Linked DNA regions of Gossypium hirsutum: region 2 is linked to region 1. The links are chromatin contacts, called in public Hi-C maps. All regions are on one chromosome and are shown on one strand. Each heading gives the region's core, a stretch centred on a gene start, on an enhancer-like site or on the middle of the called end of the contact. The rest is flanking DNA. Distances are from core to core; before and after follow the strand shown.

Region 1 (4,698 bases), core at 924-3,423:
AAGATCCAAAGATTTCTGGCATACTACTAGTGGATGTAAGTATGCATAACCAAGTTTTTAACATGTGCACACTACTTTTATGCTTATCCGTCATTTATTAGAATCAAAGTGATTATATTTTATTTGCATAATCAAAGAAATTCTATTAGATCTAACCAACTTCAATACCTATCTTATTTTTTATTTGCATTTTAAGAAAGAGTGCAATTAGATAATTATTCCTGATGAGAATGTTAACATCCAACCAATTATGCTTTGATCAATAATGGTAATTTTGCACCATTTAACCTTATTACAATTGGTTTAAGGCCCACGATGAACCACATTTATATTAGTCAGGAGAGCATCATCAACTTCTGAAAAATGGGTATTATTAAGTCGTTGGAAGAGGAATATGCAAGCGTGTGTTGAACCTGACGAAGTCGTCCAACCTGACAGGCGAAGTATCCACCGCCTTGTGGCTGAGCCACTCAAGCTGCCCAATCGCCCAAAGCTACTGAACCTGTCCAAGTTGTTGAACCTATGCAACCGGACAAACATGTCAATCTTCCAAATGAGAAATCTGGCTTTAATATACTAGATCAATCGAACTTGTTAACTACTAGGAGTTGAGAGACCCTATAAGCAATTGGCTAATATGCAAGAGTTGAGGTTTGGTGGCGAATTTTAGAATCCGAGGTGAGTCGAGAGATCGTGAGTATCTAAAGTTAACAATGGATAATTCCTGATCAATTTGACTAAGCCTAATCATTAGTTTCTAATTAAACTAATCAACCACTACATTTTACACTTGAGAGGAAAGTTTTTAATTGAGATTGTTTTAGTTCAGTAGTTTAAACAATTTTGCTTTGTTTTTTTAGTAATTAGAATAAAATTCCTTTAAGTCGGTCTGTTCATAATCATGAATTTAATTAGATTAGTAATTTAGGTTAATAATTATAAGTATTCAAAACCTAAATTTGAAGTAAATTATTTTCTTTTGGATTTGATTATTAGAATACTTTCATCCAAGTATCTATTGTATTATAACTTAACAACAACTGCACACCTGCAGCTTCAAATGACAATAAATTTAAATAGTACTTTAAGACACACTCAATAATTATTAGGTTCTTTGCATGTGCCAAATAATATTTTCTTTAGAAAGAGGCTAGGCATATATTATATCTTAGGTTGGATGCGCAAAGAAACCTATAAGGCAAAAAGAAATCCACAAGGAAGTTTATGCTTTGAAATGTTGTCTAATGCTTAAATAAGAAGAGGTAACAAAAAAAAAATGAAAAAATGAGTTTTTTTTTTCAGAATAAGTGAATAACGGTAAGACCAAGGGCAAAACTAGAAAATTACTTTGGGACAAAGATAAATCATAATTTTTTTAGGAGAGAGGAAGTGAAGAGAAAATTTATTATTATACTAATTTTTAATTATTAAAATTTTGAACGCATCATAAGAAAATTTTACCATTTTTGGGGTGGAGGCAGGGCTATCGCCTTCCCCTGTCTACACATTGGGTAAGGTTGGAAAAGATAGCCTTTAGCTACTCTAGGGCTACTAATTACATGAGAATTGCACGGGCCAAATTATCCCTTGCACACTTAAATTATTATACATTTTGGTCATTATTCACAATTATTATTATTATTTTTAAATAATTTCATTATAGGTTCTGATCAAATCTACTTAACACAATACTTAAAATTACTTATAGTTCCTCCCTAATCTATAAACAAGATAATAATTCGTTTTAGTACACTCGAACACATGTCCTCTTGTATAGACAACAATATTCATGACAATCGAATTAAGATTCAATCGATTGGTCATTATTCATAATTAAAAATTTAATAAAATGAAATAATAAATTACATATAATTAAAAAATAAGCAACTAACTACAAAAAGGAGTACAAATATGCAAGTGTTTGAAGAAATTCTTAAATAGTTATTACTTGTTATTGAGATTAATGGAATAGTAAATTTTGGTTTAGACAATTTGTTGATTAAAAAAAAAGAGCAACTGAATTAATTAACTTTTGATAAATACACAAGTTTACATTAATTCAATTTATTGCTTATTATCTCGAAAAATAAGCTTTTTAATTGGGCCGGACTCTCACAGCAATCTATTTTTCTCCTCTATTTTCTGCTCTTAACCCTAAAGCCGGCCCAAAACTGAATCCTTATACTAATAAATTATATAACATTACAGCCTTTAAGTTATAGGGTTTTTACACTCTACTTAGTCCCTCCATCGAAGCCGCACCGAGGAAGGAAGCAGAAGGCAAGCAAAATGAAGACCATTCTTTCTTCAGAGACAATGGACATCCCTGATGGGGTTGATATTAAGGTGAAGGCCAAGATGATCGAGGTTGAAGGTCCCAGGGGTAAGCTCATCCGTAACTTCAAGCACCTCAACCTCGATTTTCATCTTATCAAGGACGAGGAGAGCGGCAAACGCAAGCTCAGGATCGAGGCTTGGTTTGGCTCTAGAAAGACTAGCGCCGCCATCCGTACTGCTCTCAGCCACGTTGAGAATCTCATCACCGGCGTCACCAAGGGCTACCGTTACAAGATGAGGTTTGTTTATGCTCATTTTCCCATCAACGCCTCCATCACTAACGGCAACAAGTCCATCGAGATCCGTAATTTCCTTGGCGAGAAGAAGGTCTTCTCTCTCTCTCTCTCTCTCTCTCTCTCTCTCTCCGTTCTTTTAATCTCTTATTGAATCGAAATCACATTGACACTGTTGATTTAATTCCCTTTATTTGTTTTTTTTTGTTTGAATAAGGCATTTATTATTGTTTTTATCATATATTAGGGCTTTTTTTGTTTCATTTTCTTTTTGGCCTATTCAAGCGTACGATGCTGTTGAAATGCTACATTAAGAGCATATGTTGATTCATATATTTTGTTTGTTTAATGTCAACACCCTTAGGACTTGACAACCTAAAATTCTTATATTTTCTGGAGTTCTGGTTGCATTGACTGATGTAGAGAAATGGGCAGGCATTGTTTTTACATCTTGAACCAAATTGTTCATGTTTTAGGGTTCAAGTAACCAAATATGAAACATGTTCAAGAGTTTGATAAGTTCCTTGTATTCCAATGACATTATGTTAACGTTTGCACCGGTGAACATTAGGTGCGAAAGGTGGATATGTTGGAAGGGGTATCCATTGTTCGATCAGAGAAGGTTAAAGACGAGATCGTGTTGGATGGTAACGATATCGAACTTGTGTCACGCTCGGCAGCTTTGATAAACCAGGTAGGCCCTCTGTCGATCCCTTTTAAACACTGAGATTGAAGCTGGAGATGATTGATATTTGGTATTTATCTTGATGAATGTGAATTTTGATTGGAACAGAAATGCCATGTGAAGAACAAGGATATTAGAAAGTTCCTTGATGGTATCTATGTTAGCGAGAAGGGCAGGATCGCTGAAGAAGAATGATTGGTACGGTATCTCTTGTTTCATAGTGTTATAATGCTCTGCTTTGGTTTTCAGACTTTAGATTATAAGGATGTTATCTTATATTTGTTTCATCTTTATGTTTTGCGACATTGAGCTCCTTTCATCAATGACTTGGAATGCAATTTTTCGGCAACCCTTTTGCTGCAATTTAAGAAGGCATGAAAGCCTTTGGTTTAAAGACTTGATTATCATCCAAATTATTGAAAATAAGATAAGATACGATATATTTAAGCATTTTAGGATATATTCTGAAAAAGAATGCTACCATAAACAAATATTTTTTTAAGAAGCCTTACTTGTAATATTTAAAGTTCAAATATGATAATTTGACAATTTTAACCTTATATTTTCAAATAAGTCATTCGCATGCAAGATAAAATAAGAGGTCAAAAGAGCAAACAAACATATCAAGAAGAAATCGAGCGTCGGTAGCACTGTCACCAGTAGAAACTGGTGTCCTGTAGAAAGTGGGAGGAGGGTCAGGTGAGAAGCGGTGCGTCGGCAGTCACACCAACCCATGGCTGAAAAAGGATGACAAAAGAAAAAAAAAAAAGCAGCCCAAGGAGAGGGGGAGACAGGCTACTGATTCTAAAGCCATCACTCAACTAATCATGGAGGGAACAGTTGGTATTAAATATTCAGAAGAGTTATTAAATAATTTTTATATATTTTCAATGGGTATACTATGGTAGAGGTTAACCGATTATAGTTTTTTTTTCTTTTTTATAACTAATTTTTAAAAGTTACAAAATAATCATTTGACTATTAATAGATTTATTTATTTTTGTCATTTAACTATAAAAAGTTATAAAATAATTATCTAACTATTTAATTTTTGTCTTTTATGGTCATCAGTTGACCTACGTAGAAATAAAATTACCCAAAAATTCAAGATAGACCTACGTAGAAATAAAATTATCCAAAAATCCAATATAAAAAAAAAGACAATTGAATACTTGAATAATCATTTTGTAATTTTTTATAGTTGGGTAAAAAAACAGAAAATTACTAACAGTTGAATGACAATTGTAAATTTTCATAGTTGGGTAAATACAAAAGTAGTTTAGCCATTTTTAACTTACTCTAAGCCTTCAAACCATGGTAGTCGGTACCGTACCAAATAATATGTACCATTCCGATCTTAAACCGATACCAAGTTTTATATGTTATGTTTTGGTTAAATTTTTGATGTGTTTCAATCAATATTGACTTGTACCAACTTGTACT
Region 2 (4,698 bases), core at 831-3,330, 190 kb before region 1:
ACTCTGCATGACAACAATAAGAGAATCACGATGTCTGTTAAAAATAAGGTAATTTAATGTAGGGAATCAAATTTTGAATAATTTACTGGCATATCTCGCATTTGTTGGACCCTTTCGTATGAAACCAAGTGACAATGCAAGACTGATGTGCTTTTGCAAGACCACCTTTGCATTGGCACCCAAGATCTATAAGACCTTCTTCCTTCTCCTGTTGACAAACTCTGAAGAGTAATATAGATAATAATGAGTAAAAGTATGTGATAACTATAAATTTTCAACAATATTTAATCTTCGAAAAACAAATTGTAGGCCGAAAAGGTCAACATGCTAACGGATGGTTTATTTAAGATATTTGACCTTGCCACTATATATAAAATGACCTCAACTAAGATTTTCTCAACCCTCTAATCCTAGACCTTTATGCTCTAGACGCTTCTTTGTGGGTACAATGGAGTAGATTCATTTATGAACTAACTAATCTAGGAAAACAAATGCCTATAAAATCATTGGACAAAAGCGTATTCACTCCATCAAGGGGAAACATAATTTCAAATGATAAATTTGACAAATCCAAACTCTTTCCATATACTCAGTGATCATTGACTTGCATAAAAAACCATCCAATCTGCAGAAAAGTTTGCTTTGCAATGAGTGTGATGAATTGAACAAATCCGAACTCTTTTTAATATGATTCCAACATGCTTTGATTATACCAGTACAAGAATTGAAATGAGAAGTCATTAGAACCTTTAACATCACCACACTTGAATCAGATACTAAAATTACAAAAGGAAATCCCTTGTTCCAACATAGCCTAAGACAGTAGTATATCGCACTAGATGCTTTTGATGTGATGCCGCAACAGAAGTTAGGAGCCAAACATTGCACATCCTATTATTACATAATGAGTTTAGAAAGCATAAACAGGGCAACAAGACTCATGCCAAGTGAAATTCTTAGGACAATAAACTTGGTAAGATAGAAAAACTCAGCTATGATCCATTTTCTTATGAGGATTCATGCTATCCAGAAGCCATTAAATATCGAAAACATAAAATACAAGAAGCACGCACATAAATAGGTAGTTAACACAGAAGAAGTATAATGTACCTGCACTGCTCATGAGCACTAGTGGTCCTCGAAAAATACCCCATTTTCGGAGAAGCCGCATGAGGCAAATCCTCTTTAGTGGACTCGGCATCTTTTGATAATTTAGCTATTGGCTGCTGAGTCAAGTGAGACTCGACCTTCGTTACCACATTCGTAGCCGATGTAGGATTGGCCTCACAAGCAGAATCCCCAACTGAGCCCGGTTGTATTTCCTCCTGAGGCAATGGGATGTTTCCATGCATCTCAAGGTCGGGTTCGTGTAAATTTCTAGAGAGATCACCAGCCCTGCTGCTAGTCTCATTCGAACCTCCATTCTGCATCTGATTGTTATTTACAGCGTTTACAACACCAACTTTTGGTTCTAAAATATTTAAATCAGGGAATTCCCCTAACACCCTCATTCTTGATTCCAAATATGAAAGAAACACTCTTCGACACTGCCAGTGAATCAAAAATTGAAAACCCCAGAGATGATTTTAACAAAATAAATCATAAAATTGTCAAGCCCTAATCCCCCCCCCCAATCAATATTGTGCTTGAAACAGAATACAACAGGCACTTCTCATTTCTATGACTCCAAACTAACAATAAAATAAAAGCAAACCATTAGTGATACCCATTAAACAAGGCAAAAAAACTTAACTTCAGCCCTAAAATTAGCTCAGACCCACTGAAATTTTGGTAAACACTAACCAAAAAGAAAAGTATATGTACCTGAAGAATGATTATTCCTAAGCATTCACTTGCAGAGTTAATTGGCAGTTAAGAGATGAAGAAGCAACAGCGACGATTAAGAAGATAGAAGAAAGTGGGAGAAAGAAGGACATATACATGAAAATTGGTAACTTTATATGGAACTACTAATGAATTTGACTTAACAACAGACGAAGAATCTTTTGTGTTTTTTTCCAGACAATAAGAATCTTTTGTTTAATCACGCAATACAGCTGAGTAAAGCATGTTTAAAGGTTGGAATTTTACTTTTTTTCTTTTAACCGTAAAGCAATCACCTGTAAAATACACGTCCTTAACGGAATGCCCACCTACCTACTACAGGGTTAATTTTAACGGTAAACTACAACGTTACTCATTTTAAATAATAATTATTTCTATTTTGGTCTAAAAAATTTTGGAGTGATCAAAATAGGTATTATCCTTAGAAATTATCTTTAGGAATTACCTTTATTTAAATTGATTAACGTGTAATTTACTCTAATTTTAGAGTGAGTATCGTGAAACTGCAATGTTAATCTTCTATTATCATTTAATGGGATAGTGACTAATTTGATCAATTTCTATTTTGAGTGATCAAATTAATAAAAAAAATTGAGTGACTAAAACATAAATGACTCATATTTAGAGTGACTAACATGATAGTGCATCCTAATTTTAAATAAAAAATAATTATATTTTGTTATTATTTATTAGAAACTCTATCATACACGAATGGATGTGCGTGTGAAAATCATGTATTTAGATGAAATATATGTGTTTAAAAATAACATACTATATTTATCAAAAAAATAATATACTTTAAATAACAAAATATATGGTTTGAAGACCATTTTACTAAGAAAAGTCCATTTCTTACTTTATTTACGGAAATAGGCTATTTTTTATTTATCGGAATGGACCGAAAATACTAAAACGCATCTACGTAGGAGAGTTTTAAGGGGAAATTCCAGCAAAATGCGTCCTTGAGGAAGCGTTTTTATCATGTCAGCAAAAAACACGCTGACGTGGATATGCTTTGCTAACATGGCAAAAGCGCTCCATCAGGAACGCGTTTTAACCCGTGTTTTTGACCCCCCCAACCGTCATTTAAAATTTTGACTATTGGGGGTCCAACAGTAAAAAAAAATCACACAAATATTTCTTCAAAAATTCTCAAAAAAGCTCTCAAATTTCTCCCTAAATTTATCAAAGCTTTCTTTATTTTTTTTTCTAAAATTAGTATTATTTTTTCATAATTTCTTAAATATTTGATCATGTTAGCAATGACCAATGAATTAATTCGTCTTGATTGTAAACATATCTCCGTCGAACAAACAAAAATGGTAAGAGTTAATTTTAATTTTTTAATTTTTTTAATTTTTTTCATTTATGTAATTTTAATTAATTTTTATTTTATAATTTTTTATAACAGTCTGTAGATCTGGTGTTATAATGTTATATTCGAATATGTTTGGTTCTCCATCACCATTGATAGAAAATTACTTGAGGGAAGCGGGTTTTTGACAGTGGCCAATATAGGCCGGGGGTGCAAGTTGGACCCAAAACTCATCAACGCGTTCATAGAAAGGTGGAGACCCAAGATGCACACATTTCATCTTCCCTGTGGGGAGTGTACCAGCACTTTGGAGGACGTGCAGTTACAATTGAGATTACTAGTGGATTGGTCCATACTCACTAGGTCCACCCAATCTGCTAATTGGGGAGCCATATGCTACGAACTTTTGGGTGCGATTCCAGATAATATTTATGGAGGTCGGATCAAGATGGGCTGGTTACGAGACACATTCCTGGAGTCGGAGGATGATTCGATTGAAGTAGAAAGAATACGATATGCTTGGCATAAATCCTTGAGATCATTGGAGGTTATCTGATGCTAAATTTGTCACGAAACCTCGTACATCTAAGGTGGCTGCTGAAACTCGTTGATTTTAGAGCAACTGGCGAACTTAGTTGGAGGTCTGCCGTGTTAGCAACATTGTACTAGAAGATGTGCGGGGCGATGAAACCAAATAAAGCCAAAATCGAAGGTTACCTATCACTACTACAATCATGGGCTTGGTTTTGCTTTCATTTTTACGTCATCGAGTGAACCATCCATATATATTCTACTCATAACAATGTAAAATTTATATTAGATTTTACAATTATTACATAGATTTAAAATGTAACTTTATGCTAAAATTTTATTTAATTAGGTGGAACCATTCAGCGAGTTATGTTGGTATACCTAACGCTCTTGAAGATATACGGCTTCTATTAGACCAACGTTCGAAAGCGCATATAAGTATTAAATAAAACATATATATATAACATAGTCGTTTCATATTTAGTATTTAGTATTATGTATATAACTAATATTTTTATCACGTTCATATAGTTTCAATTAACACCATAATAAGATCCGACAATTCGAGCAGTAATTCCGGATGAATTCTTTCAAAACTAGAACATTTGGCATGTTAATGTCCCATTGATCAACTACACTACTATCGAGATGCACCAGACAAATAGAGCGTTGCGGCAATTTAGATTTCGACAACTGATTCCTGTGACACCTGAGGTGCTCGATGATGAGCACAAAATCGACTTACGACAATTGAATACGCATTAGCCGCTATTCTTTTCAGAATATATCGAAATGTGAGAAAATTGGTATGATCATATACCTACTTATGAACCGATTATCGTTCCAGAGTTAGCGTGCGCGTCGGATTACATGACATGTTTTGGGATTCATGGCAAGCCATATTTACTTTCGGAAGAGCAGAGGCGTCGAAAAATCCGTGTCAAAAGGGAATGACGGGGTCTTTCAAATCCAATGAGAAAGGATGATGGGGCAGGCCCATCAATAGC

Evidence for each region. A called contact is a pair of places that touch in the nucleus more often than the background predicts.
Region 2: a contact with region 1 is called in a Hi-C map of leaf, with 3 times the contacts expected there. The contact joins the promoter of LOC107951299 here to the promoter of LOC107944720 in region 1. A contact is called at or near these places in 13 of 34 Hi-C or Micro-C datasets (anther, callus, hypocotyl and 3 more).

Annotation. Positions count from the first base shown.
Region 1 is chrA02:41,910,275-41,914,972 of Gossypium_hirsutum_v2.1, reverse strand. It overlaps LOC107944720 (60S ribosomal protein L9), which reads left to right and starts at 2,173. Exons shown (of 3, transcript XM_016878547.2): 1 at 2,173-2,664; 2 at 3,142-3,264; 3 at 3,364-3,604. The coding sequence starts at 2,290. The coding sequence ends at 3,450.
Region 2 is chrA02:42,103,465-42,108,162 of Gossypium_hirsutum_v2.1, reverse strand. It overlaps LOC107951299 (E3 ubiquitin-protein ligase MARCHF2), which reads right to left and starts at 2,080. Exons shown (of 7, transcript XM_041082526.1): 1 at 1,825-2,080; 2 at 1,111-1,430; 3 at 87-221; 4 at 1-3. The coding sequence starts at 1,430.